Regions from separate parts of the Mus musculus genome. Here region 2 is linked to region 1. The links are chromatin contacts, called in public HiChIP or PLAC-seq maps. All regions are on one chromosome and are shown on one strand. Each heading gives the region's core, a stretch centred on a gene start, on an enhancer-like site or on the middle of the called end of the contact. The rest is flanking DNA. Distances are from core to core; before and after follow the strand shown. Region 1 has its middle 15 kb from the start of Gm30500. Region 2 overlaps Rb1 (RB transcriptional corepressor 1).

Region 1 (2,849 bases), core at 222-2,721:
GGCCCCATAGATTCTTGTGTTCAATGCTTGGACACAGAGAGTGGCACTATGAGATGTGATCTTATTGGAGTGGGCATGGCCTTATGTCACTGTGTAGGTGGACTTTGAGGTCTCCTATGGTCAAGCCCCACCCAGTGTGGTTGGAATCATAGCCTCCTCCTGTCTGTCTTCAGAGGACAGTCTTCTCCTTGCTGCCTGCAGATGGCGATGTAGAACTCTTGGCTCCTCCAACACCATGTCTGCCTGGATGCTACCATGCTTCCATGACAATGGATTAAACCTCTGGAACTGTAAGCCAGCCCCAATTAAATGCTGTTCTTTATAAGAATTGCCTTGGTCACAGTGTCTCTTCACAACAATGGAAACCCTAACTAGGACACTGACTGACATACCGCAGGACTTTGTGAATTGCTGAAGATCCTAAAACTGTCTACCCCCCTTACGATTAGGGGTGTGTTCCAGTGATGACATCATCTAAAAGGCTACAGTTTGAAGTCTCTCAACAGGCACAAGGCAATCTACAATAGCCATGGGAAACAGGAAATTTTAATTTTCAAACTCACCACATAAATCATTTTAATTATGAGAAAGGAACACAATAACTTAAAATGTAAATATTGTTCAAGAAGTTGGTCAAAATTCTTTTCTTGTTGGCAAAGAATGCAATTTTGTGCCACGATATTCTGAGGCATCCCATTGCTATAACGGAGGAAGTACAGCAGCTGCTTCAATGTGGGCCACAGGTTAGACTGTGAGCTTATTTGCTGAGGCAGAATTCCCAGGAAGAGCAGGATCTTTACTACCTGTGTGACCCTCTGTGGGTAGGCTCCTGCCTCTGGGTGAGAGTGAACTGCAAGAGGAAAAGGAAAGACCTTTTACAACACCTCCCCTGGGCGGGCTGGTTCTCCAGTGCATATGGTCTCTGAGTGAAAAATGGGGACATGACCATTCCAAGTTATTGTTGACAAGGTAGATAGGATGGAGAGAACAGCCAGAGGCATTTGGAAGGGTCCAGACTGAACATGTCCTGCAAACTGAACTGGGGGGGAGGAGGGGGGTGAGGAGCATAGCAAGCAGGGCAACAGAGATCCAGGAGGGGAACCTGTTATGAAATGTTATATGCCAATGGGTGGGGGTACCTGGCGGGCCCATGTCAAGGTATCTGTCACGTCACAGACCTGGTATAGGGAGGTTTATTTGGGGGAAGGGAGGGAAATGAAATGAGGATCTGGAGAAGGGGTAGAGACAGACAGAAGGGAGCAGAGTGCAGAGAAGCGGGGGGTGGGGGGTGGGTGGGGGGGTGGGGGGAGAGGACAGAAAGGACAGAGGGAGGGGAAGCAAGGAAGGGGAGAGGGAAGAGGGAAGGGGAGGAGGGAGAGAGAGAGGCCAGCAGTCCTTTTCCTATGCTGTACTTGGCTTGTACCTAGCAGCGGCAGGTGATGACATAAGCAGCTGCTAGGGCCCAGGGAGGAGCCCAGTGGAATCGCCTGTAAGCCAACAGAGACAGCAAGGGGCCAAGAGGCTCCGAGAGGGTATAGCCAAAATGGCTGAGATTAACTCGGGAAGCGAAGCAGGGGGAGGGGATCGGAAGCCCAGCCGGACCGCTCAGCTGAGGACAGTTAGGGTGGGGAGCAGGGTGAGGAGTGCAGAAAGGACCCACAGGGACTGCGCCTTGTCCTGTGTTTCTTTGAGACCTAAACAGGGTTTATGACTTAAAAAAAAAAATGCCTTGTGAGGCTGAACATAACTCAGTCACGGACTGCAGAGATAGGAAGAAAGTACAAACAAACTTTCTCGGCAGCCAGTTCCTTCCGAGATTAAGTGACAAGCTACTGGGGAGGCCGCCTAATCTCTTTTGTCTTGTTTTTACCCTACCCCCACCTCCATTTGAAGCTAAATCTTTCCGGCAGGGGGTCTGTCAGCCTTGGGCAAAGGATTGGTTTGGTTTTGTTGCAGTTTAAGAGGGCTGACAGTTTGTGACTTAAAAGAGCAGACCCAACAACCACTCCCATAGCTAGCATAACAGCTGTTTCCCTCAGGACCATTTTGTGAATGAATGTCCCATTACTGGTGATGTGAGGTGTGAAGTTGATGAATGTACATTACCTGGCTTCGTTTGATGCCTATCCCAGCCAGAACCAAACTGCCCAGCCAGGGAATTTGTGCCAAGTTAGCTGGTATCTAACTATCACAGTGATGTTTACAAGTGTCCTCCCCTCCCCCACCCCCAATCTACTTTGCAGCATACTTCACAGGCCTATCACTTAGTGATGAGTGAAATGGTCCACAGATTCGGAGTCGAAGTTCTTTCCGAAGTTTTTAGGGAACAGTAGGGCATCTTTGACATGTAGGATGTTTGAAAGCTGCCGAGGTTAAATGATGTTGGAGGCTCGTGTTGGAGGCTTCTTGACAGAATGAAAACTGGAGTGCGAAAGTCCCTTACACAAATATTGATGAGCCAAGAATCCTGCTCTGGAGGATGAATAGTCTCTTAAAGGCTCACTGTAGAATGCAGATGTGATTTCCTCCTCTTCTGAACATGTACCATCAAATACATACAGATCAAGATTTCAGGTCAGACACTAACGTCTAAAATATTATTATACAAAAAATACTTTTTAAAAAATGTTCTTAAAAGAAACATCTCGGTTCTAACCAATTCCAAGTTGACTTGAGGCCTCGGAGATGTGAATGGTCTGGGGATACCTGATGCTACTGATTGTCCCTGGGGCAGCTGCTAAGTAAGGCTTGGGGGACCCTGTTTGCCCCAGCTTCTAGGCATATCGCCAGGAAAACCACCTGGACCTAGCCAATCCACCCCGACACAGCCTAGGCCATCCATTAAGGAG
Region 2 (2,812 bases), core at 52-2,551, 810 kb after region 1:
AAACAGCTGGGCACACCTCTGAGGGATTTTCTTGATTGGATCATTTGAGATGGGAGGGTCACACTTTCTAGTGACAGCCCACATAAAAGGACATGGAACAGTAAGTTTTGGGGTTTGCCCACTTGCCCTCATTCATCCTGGCAAGTTGAAACATGTATCCTCATGGACTAAACAACTACCAGGTTCAGCCTTTCCTTTGAGAGACAGCCATTGCTGGACTAACCGTTAACAAATAAAACAAAACCTGGATGACAGTATGCGTGCTTACAGCATGGTTTATTAAATAGTAGACGCCTGCTGTTAAAATCTGAAGACCTACAGATGAGAAGAGAAAAATCTTTAAAAATATTTTTGCTTAACTGAAAATGTACTTGACCACCCTAGGGCTCTAAAAGAGATGTACCAGGTAATATTGTTTTCATGCCCACTGGATTAAAATTCCATCAGCAGTATAAATCAAGGAATAATTCTGACTTCTAAATCAAAATTTAAGAAACATTATGTAAGTCTATAGCTGCCATAGATATTGAACTCTTGAACACATCCACCTGAACCCAGACTGAAGTTGCTTTACCTCCTTTTAACTATGTGTGTGTATGTGTGCTCATCCACGTATGCATGTACGAAGGCCAGAGATGGACACTGGATCTCTTCCTCTGTCACCTCTACCTTATTCTTCTGAGACCTGTTCTCCCGCTGAGCCTGGAGCTGGCCATTTAGATTAGGCTGGCTGACTACCAAGACCCCAGGATTCATCTGTTTCTGTCTCTCAATTCTGGGGTTACACATAAGTGTTGCAGCTGTGTCAGGAGTTAGGTAGGCAGGTGTAAAGGAGACAACTGAATTCTCACATTTGTACAGCAAACAATTTACCCACTGAGCCATCGAGATGGTTTGTCTTTTAAGTACTAATCAAGTGCCAATTAAAATGGAATTTCTGATTGAATTTGTTCTTGTAACCATTTCATACACGTGGGTAGTGTACTCTGGCTATTTTCATCCTCCCCTTCTCATTTCCCTCCGACATCCAGTACACACTCCCTCCTGGCCAGTCCCCTTCTCACACTCAGGCCCTTCTGTTTTGTTTTGTAACCCAGCGTTTAACAAGGGATGCCAGTGCAACCTGAGTTTGCTACCATTCACTGGAGCACGGTGAACTCATCACGAGTACACAACTGAAGACAGTGTCGGCCCCTCCCCAAAAATCCATCAGTAGCTCATATTTCAGCAGGGAGGGGTAAGGCCAAATGGGCCTCTCACCGATCTATGACTGACTGTTGACAAGCCCAGGCCTGTGCAGGCACACTGATGGCAGCTGCTGCCACTGTGAGATCATGATTGCATTGGCTGTGTCATGCCCACAAGGTAGTCTTTCAGGATAAGATAGAATTTTGGTTTTTTGTTTTGTTTCTTTTAAAGAACAAAAACTATGTAGAGTTTGACTCAATAAATTACCTTGCATATATTTAATATGTGTTAACTTATTTATATTCACAATGATTCCAAGATCTGGAAATTACTGATAGCCCATTTTACGAATGAGAAAACCAAGGACTGGACATTTAAGGTCATTTGCTCAAGAGTGTGGCGTCACCACATGCTTTATTTCAGACTTGAAACAGCTCATTCTGACTAGAAATCTTAACCCATCCTCTCTCAATAAACACCATCCACTTTCAAATGCCAAAAAGGGTTCCCCCAAGTTACGACATTTCTCTTGTTTCAGAGAACAGACAACTGGGACCACAACAGCTGCTTTGCAAACAGGTTCATTCTGTCTTTGCATTTGCTTCTCTGAACACATTCCATCATTCTTAGGCCAACTCTCAACATTAAACACTCGCATATTGTAAAGAAAGGGTTTGTTGAATTACAGCAGGACAAAAGAATAGTCTTCCACACCCTTCAAAATGTATCAAGTCCTAAAAGTAACACAAAGTCCTCTATTGTCCTCTTCCCCCACACAACCAGGAATAATTCATATATTCTAATTCCTATCATGACCTCCACTAGGAAGTAATATTTTAAATTATGCAGTCCTACGGAAAGGTAGGAACAAAGCCAGGAAGAGAAGGGGGTAAGGCAAGAAAGCAGTCACATTTATTTGTATATATTTAATTCTACAGCCCAAAATGGTTTCTGCTACTAATCGAACCTTTATACACTGCTGATGGGAATGTGAACTGGCCGAGCCAGCCTTACCATATGATATACCCATTCCCAGATAGACACCCAAAGGACACAAAGTCAGTATACTACAGATACCCCTGCACATCCATGTTTACAGAAGCACTGGTCACAGTGGCTGTAATATGTTATCAGTCTATATGTCTGTCAACAGATAAATGGATAAAGAAATGGTATGCATACACAGCAGAGTTTTAGTTAACAAAATCATGTTGTTTGCTGGAAACTGAGTCATCAGATAAAGAAAATTAAGTCAGACTTAGAACTATAAATATCTTATATTTTCCCTCATTTGTGGATCCTAGATTTTACATACACACAGAAAGCTACTTGTTTATATATACTTAATGAGAGATCAGAAAGCTGACTAGGACAGTAAAAGAAACCAATGCAAGAGGGGAGCAGGCAGAGGGAGGAAGGGAGAATAGTGAGGGTTGAACAGTCTCAAAGAATATGACAGACTTGAGATACATTATTTTTATGAAACCCATTACCATATAATGAATATATAGCAATTATAAAACAAAGGCTGGCCAGCAAGGTGTCTCAGTCTAATCAAAGTACTTGTCAGCAAGCCTGACATTCTGAACTCAATCCCCAGGAAAGGCCCATGTGGTAGAAGGGG

Evidence for each region. HiChIP or PLAC-seq counts read pairs in DNA pulled down with a chosen protein or histone mark.
Region 2: an H3K27ac HiChIP or PLAC-seq map of embryonic stem cells shows a contact between it and region 1, with 2.9 times the contacts expected there. The contact joins two enhancer-like sites. A contact is called at or near these places in 1 of 39 promoter capture datasets (hippocampal neurons) and 2 of 115 datasets of contacts at active chromatin or transcription factors (bone marrow-derived macrophages and embryonic stem cells).

What each region holds. Positions count from the first base shown.
Region 1 is chr14:72,504,995-72,507,843 of GRCm38.p6, forward strand. No RefSeq gene overlaps it. Among named protein-coding and RNA genes, the nearest start is that of Gm30500, 15 kb to the left of the region's middle. Within about 2 kb of position 1,472, at least 63 of the 459 cell types and tissues checked have an H3K27ac peak or open chromatin away from gene starts, as enhancers often do. A contact at or near this core is called in embryonic stem cells, where this site is marked.
Region 2 is chr14:73,312,335-73,315,146 of GRCm38.p6, forward strand. All of the region lies in intron 2 of Rb1 (RB transcriptional corepressor 1), which reads right to left. Among named protein-coding and RNA genes, the nearest start is that of Rb1, 12 kb to the right of the region's middle. Within about 2 kb of position 1,302, at least 44 of the 459 cell types and tissues checked have an H3K27ac peak or open chromatin away from gene starts, as enhancers often do. A contact at or near this core is called in embryonic stem cells, where this site is marked.